2 separate regions of the Gossypium hirsutum genome follow, and region 1 is linked to region 2. Evidence: chromatin contacts called from public Hi-C data. All regions are on one chromosome and are shown on one strand. Each heading gives the region's core, a stretch centred on a gene start, on an enhancer-like site or on the middle of the called end of the contact. The rest is flanking DNA. Distances are from core to core; before and after follow the strand shown. Region 1 holds the start of LOC107927789 (phytochrome A-associated F-box protein). Region 2 holds the start of LOC107952076 (metal tolerance protein C1).

The links. A called contact is a pair of places that touch in the nucleus more often than the background predicts.
Region 1: a contact with region 2 is called in a Hi-C map of leaf, with 2.4 times the contacts expected there. The contact joins the promoter of LOC107927789 here to the promoter of LOC107952076 in region 2. A contact is called at or near these places in 3 of 34 Hi-C or Micro-C datasets (all in leaf).

Annotation. Positions count from the first base shown.
Region 1 is chrA08:16,760,116-16,762,815 of Gossypium_hirsutum_v2.1, reverse strand. LOC107927789 (phytochrome A-associated F-box protein) reads left to right here and starts at 1,270. Exons shown (of 2, transcript XM_041074767.1): 1 at 1,270-2,700. LOC107927694 (NADH dehydrogenase [ubiquinone] iron-sulfur protein 5-B) reads left to right here. Exons shown (of 2, transcript XM_016858832.2): 2 at 1-111.
Region 2 is chrA08:16,134,458-16,137,157 of Gossypium_hirsutum_v2.1, reverse strand. LOC107952076 (metal tolerance protein C1) reads right to left here and starts at 1,393. Exons shown (of 12, transcript XM_016887325.2): 1 at 881-1,393; 2 at 719-788; 3 at 484-581; 4 at 162-298; 5 at 1-60. The coding sequence starts at 1,240. LOC107952065 (homeobox protein LUMINIDEPENDENS) reads right to left here. Exons shown (of 13, transcript XM_016887316.2): 13 at 2,148-2,700. The coding sequence ends at 2,397.

The sequences.
Region 1 (2,700 bases), core at 21-2,520, 630 kb before region 2:
TGTTGTTTTGAGCCCGTGCAACAGAGGCAATGGTTAATCTTTCATCACTAGACCTGGATGTGACAGCAATATTTGCGACTTTAATTTTCAAATTCTGAGAATTTTATTTTAGTTCAGCTGGAGCATTATTGTTTAAATCGAATTAAACTGATTGGATCAGAACTGATTGGATCAGAAATTGATTGGGATACTAATTTGGAGAGAGAGATTAAACTGATTAATTTGTAAACCGGTATGAATCGATTGAATCAGCTTCAGAATTAGTTCTTTTAAAAAAAATTTCTTTTATGAATTTTTAATAATAATTTATTTAATTGAATTGATTGAACGGTAACCTATCCTGTTTTTACTATGAGCACATATCCTTGTGTGACATGGATGTCCTCCTTAGAAGCAAGCGTGGTAAAAAAAGAAAAACAGATCATATTTCTATGAGTTCATGATGATTATTCATTTTTTATATTGATTGCTTATTTATAAGGTGAGTGGAAGATTAAGGAAAAAAAGAGAGCTTATTTTAAGTTACTTTCCTCAGTTTTAAACAAAATTTTCAGAATTGAATCGGTGGTTGAATCGGTCAAGTAATTAGTTTGAGCAGTTTGATTAGTTTATATAATTTAATTACATTAATTATTAAAAAAAATTATAAAAATTAATTAAATATTGACATGTCATCCACGTGTATGTCGCTATGTCAACAAAGTTAACAGAAGCTAAATTTTTCATTCATTTTGGATGATTTGACAAAAAATGTAAATTTAAAAGTTAAAAAGATAAAAAAATTAAATGAAATTCTAAAATGATCTTTTTATATAAAGTTAAGAGGGCCAAAAATAATAATAATTATGCCTAAATTATATTATATCATGCGATAAACAAAGAGATGTAAAATTTTTATTTTGGATCAAATAAAAGAATTTTATTTATTAAATTTTGAAAGTTATAATCTTTGAAATTTTTTATAAATAATTTTTTTTTAATTTTATTTGATTGAGTTTGGATCTATTTTTTTTTTAATTTTATTATTGGCTTCAAGTGTTATTTGTAAAGAAATTAAATTTAATGGTCGTTAAAATTATAATACCTTATTTTAGGGTTTTTAAGTAAACCTAATCCCGATTTATAGGCGGTTATAATCTTAAAACTGATTTGGAGAATTAACTTTTGTATATTAATCTTAAATTTTAATAAGTTGATCATCAATTAGAAATTAGTTAACAGACTACTAGATTTAAATATTCTTTATTTTTAAAGTTGTATAACAGAAAACGATGGACCTTACGGAACACGATGGCAATGATGAAGGCAAACCAGCGAGTAGATCAACAAAGAAAGTTAGAATACGAGAAATCGAGGAAAATCAGGATGTCGCAATGGAAGCTACACAAGAAATTGGAAAATCTCTTTCTTGGAAAGACCGACTGATGGGCAGAGGGCTTTACTCGAATGAGAAAACAACAATCGCAATAGGTTTGGACGAAGATGAGGACTTTGAGTTATTGGAAGAAGACGTGGAACGTTCAACAATCGATGGCATTGCTTCGATTAAATTTTCTGATCGAATCAACCAAATCCTCATTAAACACATGGAATTCACAGTAGTAATTAAACTATTGGGGAGAAATATAGGTTATAATGCACTGCAAAACAAAGGTAAATTCGCTTTGGAAACCCTCTCAACCATTCCGGCTAATGGACGTGGAAAACGGGTATTTTCTAGCAAAATTCAAAAACTCAGAAGATTTTGAGAAGGCGTTGTGCCAAGGGCCTCGGGTTATTTTTGGTCAGTACTTAACAGTATAACCATGGACTATAGACTTCAACCCCATTCAACCGTACCCAAGCACAGTCATAGTTTGGATCTGACTTCCTAGATTACCTGGCCATATGTATAAATGGCAAGTTCTACGAGAAATCGGGGCGACGATCGGAAAAGTCGTAAAGCTTGATTTCAACACCGATAACGGTGTAAGAGGAAGATTTGCGAGGATGGCGGTTTTCGTTAATCTAGACAAACCCTTGATTTCTCATGTTATGATCAATGGTTTTACTCAACGAATCGAGTATGAACAACTCCTAATGGTGTGTTTCCAGTGTGGGCACTATGGACACACAAAAGAAATATGGCCCAAATGAGAGAAGGGATTAGAAGGATTTGGAGAAGGCAGTCCAGGAGATAAACCGAAACAGAGTCTCACCATGAGGGAAAATAAAGACGAGAACTCCAGTCGCGGTGGCTACGGCCGTGGATGCTTGTTGAAAAAAAGGCAAGAAAAACTGGCAAAGTAGGACGGAAGGTTGACGGAGGAAGCACAGCCGGGGCAGAAAGGAACTCAAGATTCCAGGTGTTGGAAACCCTAGATGACGATGGGTCTTCCAAAGCCCATGAAGAGGAAATAGAAAGTGGTACTTTACATATCCAACCAGGCCCTATCGTGTTGGGTCCAGGAAGAAAAGATGGCCCTATGCACAAGGACCAAATCTCGCACCACACTGACGGGTCAAAATTAAGAACCCAAGCTACAGACTCCTCTTAGACCAACAAAAATCCAGGCCAGAAAGGGGATATAATAAACCTACAAGGGCATTTAATTTCTAACAAAAGAGAGACCATTAATGCGGTTTCACGTAACCCAGTCCGGCAGCAAGCACTGAGTTTAGCAACAGTAACAGATGGGGTTAAACAAGATAAAGCTGGCA
Region 2 (2,700 bases), core at 144-2,643:
TTTGCCATCATCAGTGCACTACCTTGCCTTTCCCCAGCTCTTTTTGTTATCCAATAAAGCCTGCATTTCAACATAAAGAAATCAATACCAGAAATCACACATGCAAAAAAAGAAGTTATAAGAAACGAAAGTAGAATAAAGCCAAAAGGGAAGCTCAATACCCTTCTTTAATACATATTGCTATAATGGTCATATTCAATGCTAGAATAGGGTGATCCATATCAATTCCATGATGATGGCTATGCCCGTGAACCAATGAATGACCATTAACAGCTTCAGAAGCAGTGGACAGTAACCCCTGTATAGAGAGAAGGTTAACTTACTGTGAGGTCCAATCTAGTTTCAATCCAAATGCAACCCCATTTTTATCAATCAATATATATTTCAATTTTTTATTTTTTTTCCCCTTTAACATTGAGTTCTATTTTATTCTTATCCTCTTTCAATCATAAGTTATTGGAAGAAAGACAAAACCAATCATACAATTAGGAGCTCTAAAGCATGCCAAGCAATTCCACTAGCAGTAGCCAAAAGCATACAAGAAATTCCCAGAGCTCCAAGAGTTTCAAACTTACCATGTCCTGAGAATAAAACAAGGACAATTAAGAAACCTAATAATTTTAAAAAAAAAAAATCTTATAAGCATAACATTCATATTTCATAACTATGACCAAAAGTAAGAAAAATGGAGTAGCTTGTAGGTACAATCATAAGTAACCATATGGGTGTTCTTTGTCCTTGGGAGCATTTGCGGCTTTGAATGACCATAAAGCAATTCCACTAAGAACCTACAAACAACACCACCAAGCAAAAATTAAATTGCTCGACTTCCAAGATTCAATTAATTAAATAAACCACCTACAAGACTTAATGTTTTTACCACGTCCGACATCGAATGGGCAGCGTCGGCAATGATGGCGGTACTTCCAGATAAGTAGCCAGTTAAAGCTTTACTAGTAGCTAATCCGATATCCGCTCCCAGACCCAAGCGAAATATTTTCTCGCCTTCCTTGGTCAAATTGTGGTCGTGGTCATGGTGACCATTAGAATGACCCAAATGCCACCGTCTGGGGATGTTGTAAATGGGATTATCAGAGAAGACCTGAGGAGGGTAAATTTGAAAATGGGGATTGAGGGACTGAATTACAATGGGGTAGGGGTGTAGATTTCTGGGTGAAGAAGAAAGCCTAGAGAGGTATGATCTGAACATGGGATTTAGATTTTGGAACCTGAATCCCATCCTTGTTTCAGCGGTTTTTGCTCCAAAATTATTGAGAAAGAAAATTGAATTTTCAGAAACTCATTTGTTTTTATAGAGAAGAGAAGGAATCCGGTGCTTGATTGGTGAGTTTTTTATACCATAAACCCTTCATATCAGATCTTTGATTACTATAGTTCGCCAGCGTTTAGTCCACGCATCAATTTGTAGGCTATAAATGGCCACACGGCCCACAACAAGAATATTTTTTTGGTAAAAAGTTCTCTCTGGTTCCTCTTAATTTTAATATTGAGCAAATCGGTCCCACTAAGAAAAAACCAGAACAATTTAATCTTTATCAATTTTAAATCACAACGTTAAATTTTTCGTGAATTACACATATTTTATATGATATGGTAACATATTTAGTGCTCAAAGAGGATTAAAACATTCAGACCAATTTACTCAATAATAAAATTGAAAGAGTCCAAAGAGGTTATTTTCCTAATGTTTTTTTCCTGAGTTTAATATTGTGATTAATTATTCTTAATTTCTCACAGAGGATTAAAACATTCAGACCAATTTACTCAATAATAAAATTGAAAGAGTCCAAAGAGGTTATTTTCCTAATGTTTTTTTCCTGAGTCAAATGTCTAAAAGTTGGATAAAATAGTTCTACAAAGCCTTACCTATCGATTATGATTTTAATTACCAAATACCAGAACTCTCAAACCAAAAGAAAATGTATCAACATGTCCCCCACTCGTCCGATCTTTTACCTTCCATGGCCGATTGAGATTTGGTTACGAGTTGCGAGATTGATTACAACAGATTCCTAGGCTAAGGTCCTTTAGGGTAAATTATGACCAAGTCCAACCGAATTTTAACGTCTTGAGACAAAAATGGCCCAGTCTAAGCCACGGTTAAATTAAACTGTTAGTCCCTGAAATAAACTGGCAATTTCTTTTCTTTTCTTTTTTGTTTCTTTTCGTGTTGCTTATCAAATTGAACATCCAGAAAGCTGCAATTGCATTTGTAGTGTCCAGCATACAATGACGTCCCGCTTGTCCCATTGGGTTTCCATTTTCCACATACACCCACCAAATATTTTTTATCATTATAGAACACACCCACTGTGGACGAAAAGCCTGGGATTCTGAACCCGAAGGCCGATATTGGCAGTAAGCCTGCCTTGTCGTCATCTTCTGTCACGCCATCTATTTCCCTGTCTGTTCGGGTCTCTATACCCAGATGAATTTCCTTGCCATGATGGCCTATCAGCTCTATAGTTCCACCCAGAATTCATTCTGGGTTCCATGTAGTTCCTTCCTGCAACATACTCTGATGACCTGTTTGGACTATTATCAGGACTCCATGACTCAAAACCTTCATTACCCGCATACTCTTTTCCCTCCCGTGGAGGGTCTGTTCGCAACTGGGGATGCATAGATCCTCCAAACGATGATGCATTATAATTGTTTTGATTAGCCTGTGAATAAAGA